5 separate regions of the Mus musculus genome follow, and all the other regions are linked to region 3. Evidence: chromatin contacts called from public Hi-C and HiChIP or PLAC-seq data. All regions are on one chromosome and are shown on one strand. The core of a region is the stretch at or near the end of the contact, and the rest is flanking DNA. Distances in the headings are between cores, read along the strand shown. Region 1 overlaps Gm38137 (a long non-coding RNA gene). Region 2 has its middle 11 kb from the start of Gm38137. Region 3 overlaps Abi2 (abl-interactor 2). Region 4 has its middle 30 kb from the start of Gm38137. Region 5 overlaps Gm34649 (a long non-coding RNA gene).

Evidence for each region. Hi-C and Micro-C count contacts between places; a contact is called where the count stands out from the background. HiChIP or PLAC-seq counts read pairs in DNA pulled down with a chosen protein or histone mark.
Region 1: a contact with region 3 is called in a BATF HiChIP or PLAC-seq map of CD8 T cells, with 5 read pairs. The contact joins two enhancer-like sites. A contact is called at or near these places in 1 of 39 promoter capture datasets (neural stem cells), 5 of 15 datasets of contacts at CTCF or cohesin (CD8 T cells, embryonic stem cells, large pre-B cells and 2 more), 80 of 484 Hi-C or Micro-C datasets (B cells, the C10 cell line, CD4 T cells and 30 more), 19 of 115 datasets of contacts at active chromatin or transcription factors (CD8 T cells, T-cell acute lymphoblastic leukemia, bone marrow-derived macrophages and 13 more) and 3 of 9 other capture datasets (adipose tissue, bone marrow-derived macrophages and liver).
Region 2: a contact with region 3 is called in a Hi-C map of bone marrow-derived macrophages, with 18 read pairs. The contact joins two enhancer-like sites. A contact is called at or near these places in 1 of 39 promoter capture datasets (hippocampal neurons), 2 of 15 datasets of contacts at CTCF or cohesin (large pre-B cells and pro-B cells), 32 of 484 Hi-C or Micro-C datasets (B cells, CD8 T cells, the G1E-ER4 cell line and 18 more), 18 of 115 datasets of contacts at active chromatin or transcription factors (T-cell acute lymphoblastic leukemia, cardiomyocytes, embryonic basal ganglia and 9 more) and 2 of 9 other capture datasets (bone marrow-derived macrophages and embryonic stem cells).
Region 4: a Hi-C map of CD8 T cells shows a contact between it and region 3, with 1.8 times the contacts expected there. The contact joins two enhancer-like sites. A contact is called at or near these places in 3 of 484 Hi-C or Micro-C datasets (CD8 T cells, bone marrow-derived macrophages and nephron progenitors) and 2 of 115 datasets of contacts at active chromatin or transcription factors (bone marrow-derived macrophages and large pre-B cells).
Region 5: a contact with region 3 is called in an H3K27ac HiChIP or PLAC-seq map of thymic regulatory T cells, with 8 times the contacts expected there. The contact joins two enhancer-like sites. A contact is called at or near these places in 2 of 15 datasets of contacts at CTCF or cohesin (large pre-B cells and pro-B cells), 25 of 484 Hi-C or Micro-C datasets (B cells, CD4 T cells, CD8 T cells and 10 more) and 6 of 115 datasets of contacts at active chromatin or transcription factors (T-cell acute lymphoblastic leukemia, epiblast stem cells, large pre-B cells and 3 more).

The regions. Positions count from the first base shown.
Region 1 is chr1:60,874,116-60,876,815 of GRCm38.p6, forward strand. All of the region lies in intron 2 of Gm38137 (a long non-coding RNA gene), which reads left to right. Among named protein-coding and RNA genes, the nearest start is that of Gm39650, 12 kb to the right of the region's middle. Within about 2 kb of position 1,331, at least 17 of the 459 cell types and tissues checked have an H3K27ac peak or open chromatin away from gene starts, as enhancers often do. A contact at or near this core is called in CD8 T cells and Th1 cells, where this site is marked.
Region 2 is chr1:60,851,250-60,853,949 of GRCm38.p6, forward strand. No RefSeq gene overlaps it. Among named protein-coding and RNA genes, the nearest start is that of Gm38137, 11 kb to the right of the region's middle. Within about 2 kb of position 1,297, at least 123 of the 459 cell types and tissues checked have an H3K27ac peak or open chromatin away from gene starts, as enhancers often do. A contact at or near this core is called in CD8 T cells, T-cell acute lymphoblastic leukemia, Th1 cells and 2 more, where this site is marked.
Region 3 is chr1:60,459,520-60,462,219 of GRCm38.p6, forward strand. The region is part of intron 9 of Abi2 (abl-interactor 2); the gene reads left to right. Among named protein-coding and RNA genes, the nearest start is that of Abi2, 51 kb to the left of the region's middle. Within about 2 kb of position 1,317, at least 34 of the 459 cell types and tissues checked have an H3K27ac peak or open chromatin away from gene starts, as enhancers often do. A contact at or near this core is called in CD8 T cells, T-cell acute lymphoblastic leukemia, Th1 cells and 4 more, where this site is marked.
Region 4 is chr1:60,832,589-60,835,288 of GRCm38.p6, forward strand. No RefSeq gene overlaps it. Among named protein-coding and RNA genes, the nearest start is that of Gm38137, 30 kb to the right of the region's middle. Within about 2 kb of position 1,288, at least 12 of the 459 cell types and tissues checked have an H3K27ac peak or open chromatin away from gene starts, as enhancers often do. A contact at or near this core is called in CD8 T cells, where this site is marked.
Region 5 is chr1:60,939,923-60,942,622 of GRCm38.p6, forward strand. All of the region lies in intron 9 of Gm34649 (a long non-coding RNA gene), which reads left to right. Among named protein-coding and RNA genes, the nearest start is that of Gm34649, 20 kb to the left of the region's middle. Within about 2 kb of position 1,304, at least 58 of the 459 cell types and tissues checked have an H3K27ac peak or open chromatin away from gene starts, as enhancers often do. A contact at or near this core is called in CD8 T cells, T-cell acute lymphoblastic leukemia, Th1 cells and 3 more, where this site is marked.

The DNA.
Region 1 (2,700 bases), core at 81-2,580, 410 kb after region 3:
AGTGAGATGCATTCAAATCAGCATGTTAGCACTGTGTTCATAGCCCAATATTGATAAAACAATCCACTTAACCCACCATCCTCTGGAATGAAGTCGGTGGCTGGATACAGCCATGGGTGCATCCTAGGACCTTAAGTCCTCTGGTCTACTTACTCTTCATATGGTAAGAGTGTGGGAGTGAGGAGCAGCAGGAACTAGGAACGATGTTGGACCCTCTCTGGACTTCCTACCTCAGTTAAAGTGTAGATTGTGGGCGTACCCAGGCACCAAAGGAAATTTAATCCTCAAGAGAAGGGACCACTGGCATAAGGTGCAAGGGTTGGGGATCTCCTTCCAGCAGCTAAGCTGATGAGACCTTTAGAATTTCATTTTGCATTCATAAAAATTGTATTAGTGGAGCCTTTGTTGCTGCTGCTGGTGGTGGTAGTGGTGCGTGCGTGCGTGCGTGCGTGCGTGCGTGCGTGTGTGTGTGTTGTGTGATGCTGTAGAGGAGACAGCACAGAGGTTTCACTTTTGCTGGCTTTGATTCAAACCTTAGCTATGCCCCTTATAAATGAATGAATCACGTGGAACCTTGTCATATGTCAGAATCGAACCCGGTAATCATAGGCGTGACAGACATTACAGCTTTTTCACACTCACTCATGCTTATTATTATTTCTACCAATGTCATGATGTGTATTTGAGAGGGCACGTGTTAAAAAAAAACCTGGAATGTAATAGGCACGTCATACATTTCAATGTATTGATGAAGTCTAGCGATGATATGTTCTCTCTTACTCTCCGAGAGAGAACGGACATTCAGAGCACTTGCTCAGTCTGTGGTATACCTACTATCATTGACTAATTACAAATACCACTAAGGTGTCACTGAATGTGGGTGGCATGGATAAGACATGCCAGTAACTGGCTCTTCTGAGCAGGTACAAGCCAGCTCACCATCCATCCACCGACTGAACTCTGATGTGCTGGGCACAATTCAGTGCTGGAGAGATACAGTGTGGACTACAATTGAGTTTTACATTAGCTTCTCTGTTCTCTCTCTCTCTCACTCTCTCTCTCTCTCTCTCTCTCTCTCTCTCTCTCTCTCTCTCTCTCTCCTTCTTTCTTTTTTTCCTTCCCCAACAGAAGGCACGGGCCTCCAAAATACTTTGTAACTAGTTCCAGGTAAAGAAGTACAAACTTAGTGACCTCATAAGGTATGTCTTTGTGGTCTGCTGGAGCCAGAGGCAGAAATGTGACATCTGACCTCTTTACAAGCCACAACTGTTACTGCCACAGAGCTGAGAAGGGTGTGAATAAAGCCTGAAACGCTTGCTGCTCCTCTTACTGGTTTTGGGGTTAATGTTGGTGGAGAGACCTCATTTCCTGGAGGCTCACTCAGCAATACGACAAGGAGAAGGTGATGGTGCAGCCAGTCATTACCATTTGAACCTAATGACCCCGGTGAGAATAAGAGTCATTTCCCAGCTGTATGAGGTCACACCTATTAGCCATGCCCACATCTCTTACTCCCAAAGGACTTCATAGTCAGGGATTCCATTATGAGCAACATCTGATATTCTTAATAGGAAAGCAGGTCACCTGTCCTCAAAGCAGGGAAAGGAATTTTGTGAAGATCATGGAAAGAAACCCACTGAAAAATGTCTTTATAGACTGCCTGGGTATGTGCAGATGGATAAAACCAACCAGCAAGAAGAAACAGGTTGTCTTTGTTTGTTTGTTTTGTTTTGTTTTGAGACAGGGTTTCTCTGTATAGCCCTGGCTGTCCTGGAACTCACTTTGTAGACCAGGCTGGCCTCGAACTCAGAAATCCACCTGTCTCTGCTTCCCGAGTGCTGGGATTAAAGGCATGCACCACCACGCCCGGCTTAGTTTGTCTTTTCTTTATTGCCTTGAGTCATCCGTATACTGTAGGCTGCTTTATGTCATTTCTTAGAAGGTGATTTCTTTTTCAGGTTAAGTTTCCATATAGGGTGATATTAAGGAGGGAGAATACAATGCAAACAGCCACTGCTGTTTAGAAATGGCTGTTAAAGTCATGTTAATATCTTCCCTGTTTAACACTATACTTGGTTGGAATTTGATATAAATAGGGACCCTGATGGGTATGTATGGAATTATTGAGATTGTTTCATTCATTCATTGATTCATTAATTCATTCATTCATTTTCAACCATACATAAAATTATGAACGGAGGCTGGAGATATGGCTCAGTGATTAAGAGCAAGCACTTGCTGTTCCTGCAGGAGACCTGTGTTCTGTCACTAGCACCCACATGTTGACTCACAGCTGTCCAGTCCCAGGGGATCTGAGACCCTCTCCATCCGAGAGCACTAGGCACACATGTGCTTTGCATATATACATGTAGGCAAAAACATTGTTATACACATAAACTGTAATTTGAAAATCAAATAAAATGAAAAAGAAAATTACAGCATGTATTTAATGTGAATTCCTACTACCTCCCCAAGCTTTGTCATAAAGAAAATCTCTCAGGATTTCAAAAAACGGCTCCATAGTATAAATAGAACAAATTAAGACTCATGGGTAATAAGAAAGAAACTGCAGTTTATTTTTGGAACTGGAATGGGTCTGGATGGGGAGCATTTTCGTTTCAGTAGTGCCTAAATCCTTGGTGGTTTGTTTCAAAGTTTTTCCATCCTAGACAATTATGATTGATTTCTCATGTGCCAAAG
Region 2 (2,700 bases), core at 47-2,546, 390 kb after region 3:
GACATAAATATAAGCTCTGCTGACTGCAAAGCATTCCCAGTGACTTGAATATGATTCAGGGCTGCCAGCATTCATTCTGTGGTGTGGAAGCTGCGGGAAAGGCCAGGGGTGGGAGAGCTGAATGACTGGCCTTTGTGTTCCAATTATAGTCAGCTTGAGTTGCTAGAAAGAGATAGGAATGTCTGCTGTCAATTTCCTTTAGAAAAAGATAGATCAGAATTCATTTTGTGTCACTGCCTCTGGCTTGCCTCTGGCTTGCCGAGCTTGCCGCTGCCCCCAGAGTGAAAGGTCTTTCACGCAGTTATTATTGGAGATTGCATTTCTGATTCCAGACTGTACATTAATAAATTAAGGCCATGACTAGTAATATTCACCAAATGAAAATACTGCAACAAGTACAAGCCTTTTAAATGGCCTCAGACAATGAAGCTTTTTCAGACCCCGTTCCTTCATGCTTGTTATCGCTGAAAAGCATTTTTGTAGCCTTTATTAAAAATGGGGAAAGATCACGTTTGAAAGCATGGGCTTTTGAAGCCTCTCTTGTTATAAGCGTGTATATGAGGAACATGCAGAAAACATAACTAGCTGAGCAAGGCAGAAATTAAGGAAAGTAAAGCTGATATGTGTGAACCTTTTTTTGCATGCCTTTTTAATATGAGAGGGTCTAAAGTCAATGTTGGTTTTTTTTTTTTTTTCGAATGGCTTTAGGTATCTTTCTCAATTGTGTGCCTTTTTTGCTGTGTTACCATAGTGAGTAATATTAATAGAATCCAAATACTAAACCCTTGACCTGATTCTTGATTATTATGTCATATTCATTAGGTATTCTATCTAAATTCATCCATTTCTTCCCCAACATTATTGATGATAATCAGCTCCTTCTGCCCACTATAATGAAGCAGCTGTGTGAGCTGTGCAAGGACAATATTAACTCTACAGCCATGTGACTTAAGAGGAAAGTTGTCACTCTGAGATAGCCAGAAACAAAGGGCAAGCAAAGGGCAGCAGTAGTATGCAAATATGGAGCTCCTGGTGTTTAGGGGTTCCCCTCCCACACGCTCTGCTTTCCTTTAGAACACGTGTTTCCATTAAGAAACAACCCAACCATTAATCCCTTCAGATAAGCTCACAATGTTTCACATAATCTAAGAATAATGTCTCAAAGATGAGACCGGCTCGTTTGGTTACGCTATCAACACCGTTTGCAATCCTCCATCCACTGTTCCCTTTTAAGTCCGTGCTCAGGGGCCTCTCTTATAGCCATTACTAAACAATCAAGGGGTGTGGGGGAAGTATGGAGCAGAACTATGAGGAAGTAAGAATGGAGAAGCCTCGAAGCAGAGCTCCAGCAATAAGTTGCCCCGAGGGTGGGTGTGGCTAGAATGGACTCTTAGCTTGAATTTCCAGGTGTGGAATCTACAAGACAGTTGAGGACGAGGTTCTGGAACTCTGTAGAGGATTTGGGTTAAGTGTCCATAGATCACAGTGATTGGCTTGTAGGTGGTACTAAGTGGAGTCCCGGGAATGTATGAAATTACACACGGAGCAAGCGGAGAGAGCGGCGAGCAGTAAGAAAGGCATCATGAAAGGACAACATGCCTGTGGATAGAGAGAAGGGAGACAGGAAACAGTTTAGCAAGAAGTCTGGAAGGAAAAAGAAAAAAGCAAGTCTCCTTTTGTGACTTTAACCTTGTCTTGCTCCAGGCTTCCCCACCCCCTGTGACTAACCACCTGCCAGCTGTGTCTTAAGCAAACAGCTGTCTCTGATGACTTCCTATCTCCTCTCCTCAGCAAGTCTTATCAATTCCTAATGATACCTGAATTTGTTCTCTCCTCTTTCTCTTTCCATTGGAACCCTCGATGTCCCTCTGACCTGTTAACCTAACGTCTCTGCCCTGGACAATGGAAGTAGTCTCTTCACTGGTCCTCTGCCTCTGATCCTGACCCCTACCCCTTACCTGGACACTTACTGGCCACTGAGGAGAGTACTTACAAAGCATGACGACCCCTACCATTGCTCTGCTCTGCTTAAGTCCTAGCTTGCTTCTACGGCATAGCACAGCTTAGCATTCCTGCCAGACTCTCAAGCCTCAGCCTGAACTCATCCCCCTCCCACTCCCCAAACCCAGCTGGAGTGACCCTCTTGCTATTTTTTTGAGTATACCAAATTCTTCCCATGGCACTGTCTCTGCTATTCCTCCATGTAAAGTGGTCTGCCCCAGACCTACACAGGACCGGAACTGTTTTTCAACGAGGCCTCACCTTAAGAGCTGCCTCCAAAGAGGGGATTTCCCTAGCCACGGGGTCAAATTGGCAGAGAGTGTTTAAGTTGCTAGAGCCTTTGTTAATAAGGTATCTCCCACTAGGTGGCTTAAACAATAGACACTAAGTATCTCCTGGTGGAGAGAAACCTGAGACAAAGGTTTGTTTCCCTCTGTGAGCTAGAGATTGTTACAGGCTGTCCTCAGGCTTGCGTGTTGGCAGGCATCTCCTTTTATCCTGTTGGATTCCTCTATGGGTGCCTCTGTCCAAAGCCCCTCCTCTATCAGGCTATGGCTCACTGGAGTAAGGTTCACGCCCATGTGTTCATTTTAACCCGGTTACCTCTATAAGGAGGATTTGGACACTAGAACCTCAATAAATGGGAGAGGGGCACAGCTCAACCCACAAACACAGCCAAGTGCAACCATACTCCACGGC
Region 3 (2,700 bases), core at 67-2,566:
TCAGTGTATGTCATCCACGGGTGCCAGAACAAGGTACTGGATCCCCTGAAATTGGAGTTATAGACAGTAGTGAACTGCTGTGTGGTTACTGGGAATCGAACCTAGGTTCCTCTGGAGCAAGTGCCCTTAACCACTGGATCATGTTTCTAGCCTTTCACTATTGTATTTTTAATAAAAATAATGTAACTCATTCTAAATTCAGAGACATTTTGTGGTTCTAAGGTAAAGGTCTTACCATATAAGGAGTAATTTTTTTTTATTAGATATTTACCTGATTTACATTTCAAATGTTGTCCCCTTTCCTGGTTTCCCCTCCGAAAACCCCCTAACCCTTCCCACCTCCCCCTGCTCACCAGCCCACCCACACCAGCTTCTTGGCCCTGGCCTTCCCCTACACTGGGGCATAGAACCTTCACAGATCCAAGGGCCTCTCCTCTCATTGATGACCGACTAGTCTATCCTCTGCTACATATGCAGCTAGAGCCATGAGTCCCACCATGTGTACTCTGGTTGGTGATTTAGTCTCTGATAACTTTGGGGATCCTGGTTAGTTCATATTGTTGTTTCTCCTGTGGGGCTGCAAACTCCTTCAACTCCTTGGGATAAGGAGTCATCTTGTATACATAATGGGAACATACAATTTATAGGGTTGCTTCCCATTTCTGTTTTTGTCGTTACTGAGAATGGAATTTAAAGCCTTTTGCATACAATGATGTGTTCTAATACTGAGCTGTGCCCAACTTCTACTTCCTGGACTTTTCTGATCACAGGAATGCACAGAACCAGGTAGAACTGAATTCTGGTTAGATGAATTTTAGAAAATTTTCCAAGAGTAGAAAAGCAACTGTTTCAGAGTAATTCTTTTAGGAAGTCTGACATTGGCTTTTCCAAGGCTGCTTTTCGTGGCCATCTTGATGGCCTCACGTTTAGAAAAGAAGTGTATTCATCTGTAAGCATCATCTGAGCTGGGCTATGTTGGTGCAGGCCTTAAATCCCTCTCTGGAGTTCAAGGCCAACCTGGTCTGCAGAGTAAGTTCTAGGACACTCAGGGCTACACAGAGAAACCCTGTCTTGACATTCCTGCCCCAATTAATAAGCCTAATTTGCCCATAAAAAGACTTGTAAAGATTATGTATATACTCCTCCCCCACCCCAAGTACAAAAGTCATTGTTTTACTTGGTAAATTAAACAATAGCTGAAGAGAGAGTTTCTGTTGAGAGGAAGGAAGGAAGTTTGTGTCTGGTAAGAGGAGATGTTTGGTCTTACAGGATGTCTATGCACACTCTGCATCCTTCTTTCTTGTGGTCCTGTGCTGCTGTTTTTCTGCTGTAGCTGCTGTCTAGCTGCTTGTTGAAAGAGGTATTACAGCTGTGTCAGCAGGAGACCCAATCTTCTGAGTCAGGTTCTTACTGCCAGGAAGTGAGATTTCAGGGAAAATCCAACTAAAATTATCTTTTGAAGGAAGGAACCATTTTCGGAGGGTGAGTTGGTTTTCCTCCTATCTAGATTCTCTTCAGAGTGATCTACTGAGCTGTCCTTCTGCTTTGTACTTGTTCTTGCATGTCTGTGTCCACCATCAGCCATGACCACTCTACTGAGAGCTTCTGACTTGTTGATTTTTAATATATCACACCCATGTTTTCTTGTTGTCTTTCATTTTTATGCTGAAGTTACCCTCATTCATTTCATTTAAGAAAATCTCAGCTGTTCGATTTTACCAATGAAGACTCAGGAGCCAGAGGCTGGGGTGAATGGCTGCTAGCTCAGAGAGGCAGAGAAAGAACCCAGCTGAACTTCTTCCTTAGCTAACATTCCAGAAGGAATCCCCTCTCTCAAGGTCTCAAAAACCTCCTTCCAAATCATTGTCCCTCCTTCCTACTTCCTGTGTGTCTCTCTATCCTTCCTCCTGACTCCCTCTTACTCTGTTTTTTTTTCTTAATAATCCTATGTTTACTTCCTGTCAGATGGTTGTTAGCTCTGCCCCCCGCCCCTCTTTTTTTTTTTTTTTTTTTTTTTCGTTTTTCTCTGTGTAGCAGTGGCTGTCCTGGAACTCACTCTGTAGACCAGGCTAGCCTGGAACTCAGAAATTCGCCTGTCTCTGCCTCAAGGTGTGCGCCACCACGCCCAGCTCGCTCTGCCTCTTGACCTTTGGTTGTCTTTATTTAATTCCGTTTACAATAAACAGCTCTTGGATTATAAATGTGTGGGCTAGGGCTGAGCCACTCTATAGCTAAAAACAGGTTATTTCCAGTAAACAATACAATCTTGGGGTTCACAGTGTGATAAACTATCCAGCAGCAGTTATGTCATATCTCTTTACCACCTTGTGCTTTTCAAGTACTTAATTACCAAGGTTAATGAGTTAATAGCTTCTTTACCTTTCCTCCTGCAGGTTAAAAAACTCTGTGTCCCTTTGTCCTTTTGCTGTTCTTTCTATGCTAACTAAATTGTTTTCTGTACTGGTTTGCCTACAGTGTTACTAAGTTCTTTTTGTTTCTAGAATCTGCCTTGATTTAACTGTGTTGCCAGGCTTAGATTAGGCTTTTGAAGAAAAGTCTTTTCTACCACTATGTGAAATAGGGTTGCATTATCTGTTTTTCAAATCATATTTGTGGATTAGATTCAAAGGATCTTGTCATCTAAACAGAAAATGTAACATCAAGAATTTGAGGCAGAGTGACTTAAAAAAAATCAGTCTC
Region 4 (2,700 bases), core at 38-2,537, 370 kb after region 3:
TGAGAAGATTTTAATTGTAGGTTCTGATATCTGGTCTTGTCTTTGTTGAATATGTGTTTTGTTCCTTGGTTTCTGGTGTCTTCTCAGGTTCTTAGGAGGGTGTGATGGCTGTGTGTTGTCTGGTAGGAAATTCTTCTGGGATCCTGATAGGTGTGGCCACCGGGGTTCCCGGTAAAATGTGTTTCTAGTTATTAGGAGCTGGAATTTAGGAATGGGGATGGGCTGGGGGCACTGTGGGGGTCCACAGGAGGGAGCAAAACAGGGTATTCTATTCCAGAAATGGGGGCAAAGAGTGAGGAGAGGCCACAACAGGGTGTCTGCTACAGAGGTGGGATGAGACTTGGGGACTGAATACAGAGGAGAGAGTGAGGAGTTGAAGCTTGCCTACCTGCTTTCTGGACTACTTGCTTCTCAGGCAGGCTTGGCTGGTGGACTCCCAGGAAATGCCTGCTGGTGTTGGGGCAGGGACAACAGGATGAGCTGGGGAAAGGAAAGTTGGAGGAGAAAGTTTACCGTGGTCCATTGGAGGTGGGGGCAGAGAGGAAGGGGAGGCCACAGCAGGTAGAGAGCTGGAAATGACTGGGGAATTGGCTTTGGAAGAGAGAAGAGGGGTGAAGAGCTACAGTTATTTTACCTGCTTCTCTGGCTGAAGTGCAAGTAAGGTATTTTGAATAGTCTAGTTGATAGCTATACTTTGAAAGAACAATTGAAAATAGAATCATTCCTCAATTTTGACAAGGAAGCTATGTATTTAAGCAAGGGAGAATGTTTACTTTCTGTTTTCTCTTGTGGGAACAGCATGTGTTTAGCTCAGCCAGAAGTGAGAATATACATTCAGAATTGTTCAAAGCATAGTTGAAATCATACCAGAATTCTATTTCCAAAGCAACAACTGTACTATGTGGCCTCAGTTCCTGGTTGTCAGTGTCAGCTAATTGTTGATAAATTGAAGATAACAATAATCCCTAGTGACAGATTTCTGAGGTTCATATGAAATAATTTGCATTAATCACCTGCCCTGGATCAGAGTAAATGACATGCCTTATAAAGAGATAGGTCACAATGTAGCTCTAGAGTAAAAAAATAAAAATAAACAAAGATAAATAAAGACAGTTACTCCAAGGGTCACAGTCTTGGTCACCAATGGGGCTACAGTATTCCTGCAAGTACTCTGGAGTACTTCTTCGTAAAAGTCAGAGGTTTATAAAACAATTAGTGTATGTGTGAGGAAAACAGCATGACTCAATAGGGCCAGTGTTCAAAGATCGTGCCCACTTTCCCAGAAACAAAATTGAAACTTGAGATTTCTGTCATGAGTCAGAAACCTTCAAAGCCTTTTCATGATGTTGATAATGGCAAAGGTTGGTTATTTTGCTCATCAATGTCTTTATTACCCCAAAGCCATACAGATTTAAGGTAACAAAAAATTTTTAAGTAGAACATTATATGTTCAATGTCTCTGATAGGCATGTAATTAATTATTTTTAATCAAACATATTCTGTTTGAACTTATCAAACTATCTTCAGAAAAACTAGCTATTTTGCTTTGCACTGAGGTGGCAATGGAGGATAAAATACTCCCTGATAAATTTATAATCTGAGTCTCACTTCTCCACAATTTTGGTGCTGGGATATCTGAAGTATCTGTGGTTTTCTTATCACTAGTGGATAGGGGAAGAAAACAGTAGTGATTTAGAAGTAAATGAAATTTGTGTGGGCCAAATAAAAATTTTGCTGATATGATACCATGCGATATGGTATGATGTGTTATGATATTCCCTAATGACATCTATGGGATTACTTTACCCATTTTTAGCCTGGTGTGTGTGTGGGCTCCAGTGGACACATCTACAATCCAAGTCCTACATCTGGATAGGATAGGAAGTTTTTAAGACCCAGAATATGTGTAAGTCTGTGTGAGATTGTATCTCCTAGAAACGACAGGGAAGCTACACCTAGGATACCTCTACAATATGTCCACCTAAGCAAGACTTGAATAAGTACACCAACAAAGATGCCAACATGGAAGGGGAAATGTCTTACAGAGTTCTGCTACTAGACAAAGAACTACAAGTAACTAATAACAACTGAGTGGGGGAAAGAGGGAGAGGGAGAGGGAGAGGGAGAGGGGGAGGGGAGAGAGAGGGAGAGGGAGAGAGGAGAGAGAATTAGCCTCTCCAGGTGTACTGGCTGCTTTTGTGTCAACTTGACATAGTATGGAGTTATCACAGGTGAGGAAATGCTTACATGAGATCCAGCTGTGGGGCAGATCCAGCTGCGGGGCATTTTCTCAATTAGTGATCAAGGGGGAAAGGCCCCTTGTGGGTGGGACCATCTCTGGGCTGGTAGTCTTGGGTCTATAAGAAAGCAAGCTGAGCAAGCCAGGGGAAGCATCCCCCCCCCCCATGTAAGTAGCATCCCCTCCCCCATGGCCTCTGCTTCAGCTCCTGTTTTCTGACTTGCTTGAGTTCCAGTCCTGACCTCCTTTGGTGATGAATAGCAGTGTGGAAGTGTAGGCTGAATAAACTCTTTCCACCCCAACTTGCTTCTCGGTTATGATGTTTGTGCAGGAATAGAAACTCCGACTAAGACACCAGGAATGAATCCCCTAACTGTGTATCCAATACCAAGTGGTTAGCTTTGAAACCACTTTTATACACGCAAGCAATCCTACACAAACTCGGCTGGTTGTACTATACA
Region 5 (2,700 bases), core at 54-2,553, 480 kb after region 3:
GGCACCCAACTTAGCTGAGGATACAACTGTCTTCTGTTATAGCATTCTTGAGTCATGTGGTCAAAGGTCTCTATCTTTGGAGAGGAAGTGAGTTCCTTAAGATGAGAATGGTCTGGTAAGAAGGGGCACCAGAGTATAACTTATATGGGTGACATGTTATCTAAAACACTCTGGGATAAGGGAATGCCTTAGTGGTCGAGAGCATGTACTGTTCTTGTAGAAGACCCATGTTCAGAAACCTAGATCTGATGACTCACAACCACCCACAACTCCAGCTACAAGGGGTCTAACACCCTCTTCTGACCTCTAGTGGCATCCACACTTACACATGCACATAATTTTAAAACAAAAATAGCAAATCTAAAATACTGGATACCATGATGCATGAGATCTGGAGTCACGAACTGTGTGGTGGGCCATCTCTGTCTCACTTACCCCGGGTCTCAGCTTATTCCTTTTCTTTTTGCTCATCTTGACTTAACCCTTTAAATGCCTGGGTGACCTTATCTTTGTCGCCTAGAGCGGCTCATCCTGTTGGCAGAGGTCCCCATCCCTTCTCATCTCTTAGCTTTGCTTGACAAACACCAGTTACTCCATCTTGTCCTTTTCAGAACTGGCATTGGCTTAAGACACAGAGTGTATTGTATGCCACCTGTCCAGAGAGATGTGACCTGTGCTCTCCTGCTCAGGAGTTATTAACTAGGGCTCTCCAGTGTCTCTTTTCTAATGGGAATCCCTCCAACCTGTTAAGACAAACCAACAGGGTTTGGAAAACTTCCTTCAGTGGGAGGGGTAACAAACATACTTATTGGAAAAGTGAAAAGAAAGCTTGTGTTTGAGCTCCTCTGCAGATTGTGTTTGGAAAGGGGAAATGAGAGAGAAGCAAGCATGGGGTTTTTCCCCTTTGGTATTGCTCCCTTGCTTTATCTCCCTGTTCCAACTCCTTTGCTTCCAATTTCTCTACCTCTTGCTACAGTTCTAAGAGTGGTCAGGAAACAAGGTACCATTTCTACACACCCGGACATGGGTGATTCTCTCTCTCTGCTGTGGCACAAGGCAAAGAGCTGCTTTCTTGGGTAGGAGGGGCTGGGTGAGGGCACACATCCCCTTTGGAAGATTTCCAGGATCTTAATTAGAAAAAGAAGATTTTCAGCCTAGAAGGTAGTAACCAGATTTGATCTTCAAATGATGGCAATTAACTGACTTTTCTTTAGTTTTTTCAAAACAGGATATTGCTGGTCAGGTGTGCAGCTCTTGTGGTATCGCTAGGTGTTCTCCCTAATGCACTGAGGGCATGAGCTATAGGCTCACACTCAAGCAATAGCTGAGTCTTCTTGCCTCTGATTGGGTTTCCTATGCTATGTGGTCCATATGATGGCCTGAAAACTAATGTAGCCTCAGCAATGGACTGCAGATAGAGAATTTGCTACCACTAAACAAATCCCAGAGAAAATTGTACTCAGATCCACAAATGGTACCTTCTGACTTATGGAGCTTCTCTTGAGTTTTGAAATTCAGTTCCTCTTCTCTCTTTCACTTCCCACTACAAAGTGCTGACTTAGCTTCAAAATTTCTTTTTGGTGATCTTTTTACCCTACTTGGAACTTCTATAGAGATTTTTCTTTTTTTTCCCCCTTCCTGTTATTTTCATTTTTGAGCATTTATGGGGTATTTGATGTGAATGCCAATGGGCCCAGACCATAGGTTTAATCTTCATTGTGGGGCTCTTTAAGATTGCCAGCAGAGAATTCTGTGGTTTGTAAAATTCCAGTTGGTAAGAAAGTTTCTTCCCCTACTTTGTTTCTATTGTGGCCTTTTCCTCTCCTCAATCTTCTGTGTTTGTGAATATTAAGGGTATGGAAGTAGCTTATTACTGCCAAACCCTGTGGCCCCTGCTTTCTAGAAAAACCACAGAACTGTAGTGCCATTCTCAATAGCCTCTCTCCCTTTGCAGAATCTCCCCCCCCCCCCTTGACATGAAAGTCTCTGAGCCTGTATGTTACCTTTTAACTTTTCTCTATTTCACTTGTAAATGTCAAGATCTACGGTTTGAGTTTCACGGTAAAGGAGGCGACCATCGCTGGCTCTCATGTATCTGCCTTCTTCTTCAGCTTAAAGAACAGGTTCAGCAAGGAGGCCTGTCCCTTCTCCTGCTCTACCCTCATCTCCACCAGCACCTTGGCCATTAGCATTTGTCAAGGATAGATTCATTGGTGTTTGTGTGGGTCACGTGAATCTGTCTTTTGTTGGCTTAGATCCAGAAGTCTATTGATGAAAGACCTTGGTAGCTAATTTTATCTGTTCACTGGTCCACACGATGCCCAGATACTTGATAATGCCACCAATTATTTCCTCATCCTCAGGCTAATCTCAATCTAAACTAGAAGCATATAGCGACTCCCCTGGGGCTCTGTTGGCTATCAGCAGACCTTTAGACTTTGCCAGCCTCTATAGTTGCACGAGCCAATTTTTCTTTCTTTAGATGCCCCAACTCTTTTTCTCTGCTCCTTTTTTGGAGACCTCTAACATGTTAGGCTCTTTTAGGTTGGAGAAATGGCTCTGTTAGTTAAGTGTTTTTCATGCAAGACTGAGAACCATCAGAGTTAAGAGCTCCAGAACCCTTGCAAAGGCCAAGTGGGTGTGGCAGCTTGCCTTTAATTTCAGCATAAGGGAGGCAGGTGCTGGAGTTCCCTGGAGCAA